Linked DNA regions of Sus scrofa: region 1 is linked to region 2. Evidence: chromatin contacts called from public Hi-C data. All regions are on one chromosome and are shown on one strand. The core of a region is the stretch at or near the end of the contact, and the rest is flanking DNA. Distances in the headings are between cores, read along the strand shown. Region 1 holds the start of ATL3 (atlastin-3). Region 2 holds the start of MARK2 (serine/threonine-protein kinase MARK2).

Region 1 (4,552 bases), core at 1,667-4,166, 150 kb before region 2:
CCCTAAGGTACTTCACAGAAATCTTAGAAGAATACATGATTGAACTGCGAGTAATAACTACCACTGGGGAATAGGGAAGATAAAGGACTTTATATTTCTTGCTTCTTACTATTCTCTACCAGTTCATTTTATTTTATTTGCTTTTTAGGGACACACCCACAGCATATGGAGATTCCCAGGCTAGGGGTCTAATCGGAGCTACAGCTGCCAGCCTACGCCACAGCCACATCCACAGCAGATCTGAACCGCATCTTCAACCTACACCACAACCCAAGGCAACACCGGATCCTTAACCCACTGAGCGAGGCAAGAGATCAAACCCGCAACCTCATGGTTCTTACTTGGATTCATTTCCGCTCAGCCACACCGGGAACTCCCTAGCTCATTTTAAATAATTAGTGTCGGAGTTCCCGTTGTGGCGCAGTGGTTAACGAATCCGACTAGGAACCACGAGGTTGCGGGTTCAGTCCCTGCCCTTGCTCAGTGGGTTAAGGATCCGGCGTTGCCGTGAGCTGTGGTGTAGGCTGCAGACGCAGCTCGGATCCTGCGTTGCTGTGGCTCTGGCGTAGGCCGGTGGCTACAGCTCCGATTTGACCCCTAGCCTGGGAACCTCCATATGCCATGGGAGTGGCCCAAGAAATAGCAAAAAGACCAAAAATAAATAAATAAATAAATAGTGTCAGCATATCCTTTATGATTTAGGGATCATAAAAATGAAAAATGCATGTGCTACACCAGAGAAAACCAATTTTAAAAAGGTCTATTCTGAACAACCCCTGTTTTGTGAAAACTAAGACAATTATGCTAGTACACATTACCACGTTTATCCTCTATTATCATTTCTTTTGGCAGCACTCTCGGCATGTGTAAGTTCCCTGGGCAAGGAATCGAACCCACTCCACAGCAGTGACCACTACAGTGACCCAAACAGCTGTAGTAACAACGTGGGCTCCTTAACCCACTGCACCACAAGGGAACTCCCAACTTTTCTTAATTTTATGATTACTCCAATGAGAAAAACTTTAGCTAATAAAACGACCTGCTCTACCAGTGCAATGCTTCATTACCTACAGAGAGACTTTTCAGCCAACTGTTTCCTTTACAGGTGTTAAAGCAGCAACACAGATTTCTATAGTATGAGCTAATCTGTGAGGATTTGAGGAAAAAAAAAAAAAAAGCAGGACTATTCAGTACATAATGTTAACACTTGTCGCGGTTTAGAGAGAGCTAGAGCTACATAGGTTTTGCTTCTCTAAAAGCCAGCCCAAATGCGAAACCACGTTTTTGACCCGTTAGTTCTTTTCCCCTTTCTCAAAACATTCCTTCCCAACTTCAAATTCAAATTTGAAGGCTGGTATCTATTTATTAAGATTCTTCAAACAATCTTCTATTCTTTTGTTGCCTTTAGATTTCGCAAGTGAAACTCCTGGTCATTTCAAGAGCACACACAGCAAGCAAGAGTAAAGCCAGGTAAAAATGATAGATGACATCGTTTCCATGAATTTATGGTGACTGTTTGGTTTTTATTTAATACTTTTACTAGTTTCTATGTCTTGAGGAAAGCAAAAGAACAAGGCACTGTACCAAGCGTACTAAAAGAACTTAATAAAAATCCATTTAGGCCACATTCTTCTATCTCCTTTACGGAGACAAGTGTGGGTTGAAAATGGACTTTCCTAACACTTCTTGCCAGTAACTCGAGGTGGTTAGGATAAAAATGAAGCTTCCCACTCTAAGCCCTCCCCGGGGCTTTGGAAAAGGCTGAACAATGAAGCCTCTACCTTCCCCGCTCCCTGGGCCCATTAACACGGCCAGAACCACTCGGCCCAAGGTTCCCGGCCAGCGAGCTTGCGAGGCGCCAGGCAGGGAACGGGCAACAGCCCAGGGCGCCCGGCTCGGCCCAGGGCGTGGCCCGCCGGGCGAAGCCTCTGAACGCCGCCCGGAGACCACCCGCCCTCGGGCTGCCCCAGGCGGGGAGAGGAGGAGCCAGACGGGCAGCTGCAGCCCCGAGAAGCACTAACAGCCTCTCCCGGGCGCAGGGCCCTACTCCCGAAGGCAGCCGCTCCCAGCCGGGGCCCGAAAAAGGAGCCGCCAGCGCCCGACCTGCCCGGCCCAGAGAGCAGCCCCCGGACCCGAACTCGCGGGCCAAGGGACCCCACCGAGGGGCGCGCGGTCCAATCCCGGACGACAAAGGGCGGCGGGTGGAGCCTGCGCTCTCCTCGGAGCGACAGCAGAGAGGGCGGCGGGTGAGGCACGGAGCGGGCTTGGAGGGAAAATTGGGCGCCTCACCTGCTCCTCTCGATGCAGCCGCTACCGCTCGCTGAGGGGACAACATGGAGCCTCCGCCTCCAGCAGAGGCAGCAGGGGCACAGAGAGGGGCGGGCTGGGGCGGGAACGAACCAGGCCCTGGAGACGGGAAACGGGCGGGGCCTGGCCTCTAGAAGAAACTGGGGAGAAGGAGGGGCGCGCAGAGCCGCGAGAGAGCAACCACAACGCTGGCTGGCAGGACTCGACCGGCCGCCCAAAGAGCCGCGAGCGCAGGGCGGGCTGGGGCTGGAGAGCACACGCGGCCGAATCCCGCCACCGCCCGACGCGCGTGCGCGTGCGCGGAAGCCTGAAGCGCACCGCCGGGTACCTGGGGCTGCGCGCTGGAAGCAGCGGTCCGTTGGGAATTGTAGTCTCACACTCTCTAGGTACCCGCCAGCGGTCCGCATTCTGCTCACTCATCCCGGGCGGGGAGGAAGCGGAAGAGCGGGTCGGAGCTTACTGCAGCCCTTCGACGACTGAACTACAACTCCCATGGGGCCGTGCGGGGAGGGGCGGGCCGGCCAAGGATCTCCGCCCGGCTCCTAGCCCTGCAGCCAGACCTGGGCGGAGGCCTTGGTAAAGCAGTCTTAGAACTCCTACCAGCTGCGTTTGAAATGGTTTCGGTGTTTAATGCTGGCCGGGGCCATAGTTAGGCGGCACTCTGCCCCAAGGACCGAAGGGAGACCTCAACTCTGGATGACGTGACCATCACTGGTTTTTTTAAATGATTTTGACTTCACAAGGAGAGGAATCTGTGACTTCATTGTCACCATCAGCAGCTTCGCCACCTATTCCCGTTCCTGGCCAAGCCTGATAGCGCACCATCGCCACTCTTGCCATAACTATTATAATTTACCCAGAACCTCCTTCCAGCTACCTCTAGGCCCTGCCAAATCCTTGAGCTGTGAGGCCAGGGGTGAAAAGGTAAAGATACACTTAATCTTTCCTAAAGAGGATCTGTTTTGATTTCTTTTCCCTGCCCCTTCTGATTCTCTGCAAACTCTCAGGATTATTTGAATACCCTGCTCTAGGCTTTAGATTTGAGTCTAAATTCGACCTAATCTGGTCGGCAAGAAACTAGGTGTGAACATCAGAACAGGGATTTCACACTGGGTATGCAGAAAGCAGGATTTGCAAAATGAGACAAAAAATCCAGGGCATTGGACGTCAAGTTGTGGCTCAGCAGAAACGAACCCGACTAGTATCCATGAAGATGCGTGTTCAATCCCTGGCCTTGCTCAGTGAGTCAGTGATCTCTTGTTGCCATGAGCTGTGGTATAGGTCACAGTCGCAGCTCAGATCTCGTGTTGCTGCGGCTGTGGTATAGGCTGGCAACTGTAGCTCAGATTTGACTTGGGAACTTCCATACGCCCCTGGTGCAGCCCCCCCCCCAAAAAAATCCAGGGCGTTATGTGGCATGCTCAGAAAGAGAGGGGAGCCAGAGGCCAATGACTTGTCACTACTGCAACATCCATTGTGTATTCCCATTGCCCATCTGTCTTCATAAGACTTCTCTCCATCTAACTTATGTTTTACTTTTCTTTTTGTTGTCTCTTCCCACTAGAATATAAGTTCCAAACAGAAATTTTTGTAATTATTCACTACTGTAAATCCAGTGCCCCCACCAGTGGCGTGCCGATAGTACAACCTCAAATGTTTGTTGAATGGATGATTAAAGAGGTTTTGTGTTACACTTAACACCACTTACTTGCTTTTTTGTTCCTTTAATACTGAGTTTTTGCTTTTGAGCAACATACCCTGTTCTATTTTAAGGGCTCCCAATAGAGATCCACTGAAATCCATCCTGTCAGGAAATGACCACCTTATACTGACTTATATCTTTCTCAATATAGCATCATCAAAATCAGTGTTAGCACATCAGCCTTCCTCATACATTGTAGAAGTTTTGGGGCACTTGGAGCAACACAATACAAATTATACATAGACTTTAGGATTAGTCACAGTTTAGAAAACAACCCCTGTAAATGAAAAACATGTAGTTTCCTTTTCAAATATCCAAGGTCATCAAAAGATACAGTGGAGATTCTGGAGTTCCCATCGTGGTGCAGTGGTTAACGAATCCGACTAGGAACCATGAGGTTGCAGGTTCAATCCGTGGCCTCGCTCAGCGGGTTAAGGATCCGGCATTGCCATGAGCTGTGGTGTAGGTCACAGACACGGCTCAGATCCTGCGTTGCTGTGGCTCAGGCGTAGGCCGGTGGCTACAACTCCAATTAGACCCCTA
Region 2 (4,724 bases), core at 997-3,496:
AGGCATGGAGGGAGTAGAGTTTGCTTAGTCAAGTTTGCTTAGATAGGGGCCAAGGCGGACCCCTGAGTGCAAGTTCCTTTGCTCCTCCAACTCCTTCCCCTTTTCCCTTCCTCTCTGGACCCAAGCCGTGGAGGGGATACTGGGTACAGGAATCAGCAGTGAGTCTCTCTTTGGCCACCAGAGGGCAGATCATTCTCATGGATTTTCCAGATGAATTTGGGGTGGGGGAATGTCCTCTGTCCTCACCTCTTCCTCTTTTCCCACTTTCACCTCCTCCCTCTGTATCCTTTCACCAACTTCTTCAGTGGCTAAGGTGGGGGGTGGGGGGGTGTCCTGGAGCCCCCCGCCTTTACCAGGACTGTAGGCTATACCTGCTGCTGAGGAAGTTCATAGCGTCCTCTCATTGCTTTTGTTGGTCTGCCTGTTTATCTGACTGACTTAGCCAAGGGCTCTGCTCCACATGCTGTAACTGGGAATTGGAAGTCAAGTGTCAAGCACTTTCCCCCATAAGCCCTTAGGCCTCTCTACTCTGGCGCTTTTGGGGATTTGTTTTTTTTTTTGTTTTTTTTTGTTTTTTGTTTTTGCCACACCGATGGCATGTGGAAGTTTCCAGGCCAGGAACTGAACTCACAGGCCACAGCAGCAACCCAAGCCATGGTGGTGACAATGCCAGGTCCTTAACCCACTGCACCACCAGGGAACTCCTGTTGACTTGTTGCTCGACCTTGGTCTCTGGCTCTTGTGGGGATTCTCGCTTCTGCCTATCTTAGGGTGAGTTTGGGGGGATGGTTTTCTAAAATGACTAGGGCATGATGAGTGGGGGCCACTTAGAACCAGGGGAATCAGATCAGTCAGCCTACTGCCTCTCCCTGGTGAGACAGTCTACGGGGTAGTTGAAGAGAGGACTCAGGTTGGCACATGGACTTCCTGTTAAAGATAGGGGCCCTGCAGAGATGAGAGGGACCCCAGAGCTCATGAATCTGGTGGTCTCAATTTACTGATAGGGAAGCTGAGACCCAGGGAAGGAAAGGGATTTTTCCAGGTGCTCATTCTTTGGGCCATCCTAAGGAATCTTCATTTTCAGCCAGTTGCTCTTTTCTTTCCCATGAATTTCCTTAGAAGGGATAACTGAAATGTGTATTAAGACGAGAATGTCTCTCCTGCCCTACCTCACAGGGGTATTTAAAAAGGGAACTGGTGTGACTCAATATTGCCATAGAGCGATGTCATTTTGTGCTATTTTGAACAATTAAAAGACTTTTTTTTTTTTTCTGAAGGAAAAAAAAGGCAACTGAAATTCAAAGATGTTATTTAGAATGTCATCACTGGAACAAAGGCATGGATTCTTTCAAGATAGGGACATTGAGGAGTCTAAACATAGAGATGTTATGTGTTTTTCCAAGATCACACAGCATTTTCACTGTGCAGAGCTGGGGGTGGAATGCCAGGGCTGGGGGGACCTCTGCAGCCTCTGGCATTGGAAGCCAAGGACGTTGACCTAGTGCTTGCCTGAGACCTTGAGGAGCCCTGTGGACTAGATGTGGGATGCATGGATAGATAAATAGAAGCCACGATAGACAATAGCAGGTGATGAACGGTAGGTAGACAGGTAGCAGACTAACGCTGCATCTGACAGATGACACACATGTTGATAGATAAACTGGATGAGAAATGAAATGGAATTTATGGGCTGACTTTAGAACCAAAGGATGCCAATAGCTAACAGCTTCGTTTTCTATTTAGTCAAATAGTAACACGCACAGGGGATCCACACTCCCTGTTCAAGGTTTGAAAATACCCGGAAACTGACGGAAAGAAACGAAGAGTCAGAATCTGGGTACCACCCGAGGGAATGACCCGAAGCTCGCCCGATCTCGGGTGTTGCCGGAAATGGCCGACGACCGCCGTCGGCTGCTGGGCGGGATGGGGGCGTGGCCGGCTCACGGCACGAGGAGCAGCTTCGGGTGTTTCCGGAAACAGCCGAGAGCCCGCGAAGTGGGCGGGGAAAAGCCTGTGGGCATCGCTGGAGTACCCGGGGAGGCTTCGTGGATTTCCGTAAACAGAGCCGAAGCTTGATCTTCGGAATCGAGGAGGTGCGCGCGTCCCCGGGGCTACCTTCTTCGGGTGTTTCCGGAATTCACCCGTAGTCCGTGGCCGGGAGGAGAAGGCGCGCCCCCCTCCCGTTTCAAGCCGCTTCGGATGTTTCCGGCTGCTGCCGGCGGAAAGAGCCGAGGGCCGGCGGTGGTGGCGGCCATGTTGGGAGCAGCAGGTCCGGCGGCGGCTGCCTGGGTGCCGGGCGCGGAGCAGTGCCGCTGAGGGCAGGGGAGGAGCGAGGCAGGCGGCCGGCTGCGGCGGCAGAGAGTAGGCGGAGCGGCGCGGCCCGGCCGAAAGGCGGCACAGCCCAGCCGGGGGTCGGGGGGGTGCGGTCCGGAGCCGCTCGGAGCCGGCGCGGCCTAGCCCGAGCGGCGCATCCCCGGGCTGGCGTGAGCGGCAGCCCGGCCTCCCCGCACCCCCGGCCGGGGCCCATGCGGCGGGTGCCCCTGCTGTGAGAAGCCCCGCCCGGCCGGGCTCCGCGCCTTCCCTTCCCTCCCTTCCTCCAAGCTTCTCGGTTCCCTCCCCCGAGATACCGGCGCCATGTCCAGCGCCCGGACCCCCCTACCCACGCTGAACGAGAGGGACACCGAGCAGGTAAGGAGCCTGAAGGCTCCCCGAATTCTCTGGCTGGGCCCCTGCACCTTGCAGAGCCTCCTCCCTCCTCAGTTCTCCTCGTGCCCCTGCTGCCGTTCTGTAAGCCTCGGCTGCCCTGTCATCTGGCTCCTGGCACCGCACATCCCCCTTCCGAGTCCTGTCCTGGGACCCACCTCGTCCAGACTCCAAGCTGCACACTTGTCTTTCTGCCGACCCCCCCGTCTCCCCTCACCGCCCTCCTGCGCTCTTCCGTGTTACCTCCCCAGCTTCCTCTTCTCTTCCCTTTTTCTCTCAGGGGCCTTTCTGGTCTTCCTCCACCCACGCTTAAAGCAGCCACCCTCCTGCTCCCCCAGTAGCACCCTGCGATTTGCCCCAGATCGTTGTCCACCTCTTCCTCCATCCCTCCAGCCTTGCGTCCCCTCCGCCCGCACCGGTTCTCCCAGTCCCGGTTCCCACCCTCGGGGGCCTTGCCCTGGAGTGTGTTCTCAGTCCCTATCCTCTTCCAGTTCCCTAGCGTTTTATGCTGCCTCTTGCTTCTCCACATTGTGCTCGCCGTCTTGCTTGCAACCCACCAGCTCCACCCTCATCACCTTTCCAAATCGTTCGCCTACTCTTGGCTCATCACTTTCCCTTCTCTTCTCCAGGAGCTCCCTGGTGCCTCGCGCTGGCATTTGTTGCTTCCGTGTTTCCCATCCAGCTGTCATGCGCATAGTTTTCCCACAGGTTGTCTTGGGGGTTCCAGTCTTCACCCCCGTCAGAGCCTTTGGATTGGTCACGATCTCTTCCTCTGGGGTGCCCCGGTCTCCTGTTTCTCACTGTGAGCACTTTACCAGTCTGCTCCCTGAGCTCTTCCTGCCGAGGGGAAGACATTATTTCAGCCCCACTCCATTAACCGCAACCTGTTGCTCAGATCTTTCCCGGCCCCGCTGCATCACCGTCCTTCCCTTTTTGTCCTTAGACCGCGACGCAGACCGTGACGCTTCCTTGTCTCCACTCCTGCCTCTGGCCCTCTCCATAGTATCTCCCCCCTTGCTTGTTGCCTTCCGGTTTCTCTACCCCCACCCTGTCTTCCTTACTGTAGCTCTTGCTCAGGATTGCCTTTCATCTCCATATTAGTCTCCTGCCTTTTTCGCCTCATCCTTATTTTCCCTGCATGTGCTCCTACCCACCCCCTTGTGATTGGCTAGTCTTTGTAACTCTGGGGCCGGGTATTTTGCATGCTGGTTTCTTGAGCCTCACACTCCCCCTCGTCCTGGCAATCACTGCTATCGTTTGTCACCCAAGCCTTAGCCTTTTCTGTGTCATCTCACCTCTGAGCCGAGGCGTCCACTTACCACCCCTCCTCTTTCTTTCCCCGTCTCCAGTGTCCCTTGCTGCCTGCTCTGTGGAGAGTCCCCTTCCTGTCACACCCTTCTCCGTGGAGAACTTTACAGGGCAGAAACACTTGACTTGAAAAGAGGGCTCTTCTCCCCTTGGGGCTTTCGGTGATTTTTGCATCCTTTTCCCTCATTTCATTCTTTGGTTCCCTCTTGTTCCCTTCTCTCTGCATAGTGCAGTAGAACCTTTGTTATATCCTCTTGCAGGTTAATGTCTTTCTCTGAAAAATCTTCCCTCTTTTCACTTTCCTGCGTTTTTCTCTCTTGTTACTCCCTCACTCTGTCATCCAGGCAGTCAGGAACTCTAGAGGAGCTCTGGATAAGTTTTTCTACGCAGTGGTTGGCGCTTTAGTTACTGATGGATTGATTGATTGCTTCTGGGGGTGAAACAGGGGTGGAGAGGGAGGGGTGGTTGATTTCCATTTCAGCACTGGGTTTGGCAGTGGCTCTGCATGGGACCGAGGTCTTTGGAAATAGGAGCATCGTCTGTATCTCACCGTCTTTCCCTCGCATGCCAGCTGTTTCTCTCTCCTTATGGGGAACTGCTTTCTAGAGGCCCTCTCGAGGGTGCCTCTTCCATTTTTTTTTTCCCCTATTATTTCAGCAACCTTTATTTTAGCAGGTAAATCCTGCGTAACCAGAGGACTTTCCCAGACTGTT

Evidence for each region. A called contact is a pair of places that touch in the nucleus more often than the background predicts.
Region 1: a contact with region 2 is called in a Hi-C map of liver, with 2.4 times the contacts expected there. The contact joins the promoter of ATL3 here to the promoter of MARK2 in region 2. A contact is called at or near these places in 5 of 47 Hi-C or Micro-C datasets (embryonic fibroblasts, heart right ventricle, liver and 2 more) and 1 of 2 datasets of contacts at active chromatin or transcription factors (alveolar macrophages).

Annotation. Positions count from the first base shown.
Region 1 is chr2:8,359,943-8,364,494 of Sscrofa11.1, reverse strand. It overlaps ATL3 (atlastin-3), which reads right to left and starts at 2,916. Exons shown (of 13, transcript XM_021082904.1): 1 at 2,636-2,916. The coding sequence starts at 2,714.
Region 2 is chr2:8,213,489-8,218,212 of Sscrofa11.1, reverse strand. MARK2 (serine/threonine-protein kinase MARK2) reads left to right here and starts at 2,246. Exons shown (of 18, transcript XM_021082895.1): 1 at 2,246-2,688. The coding sequence starts at 2,635.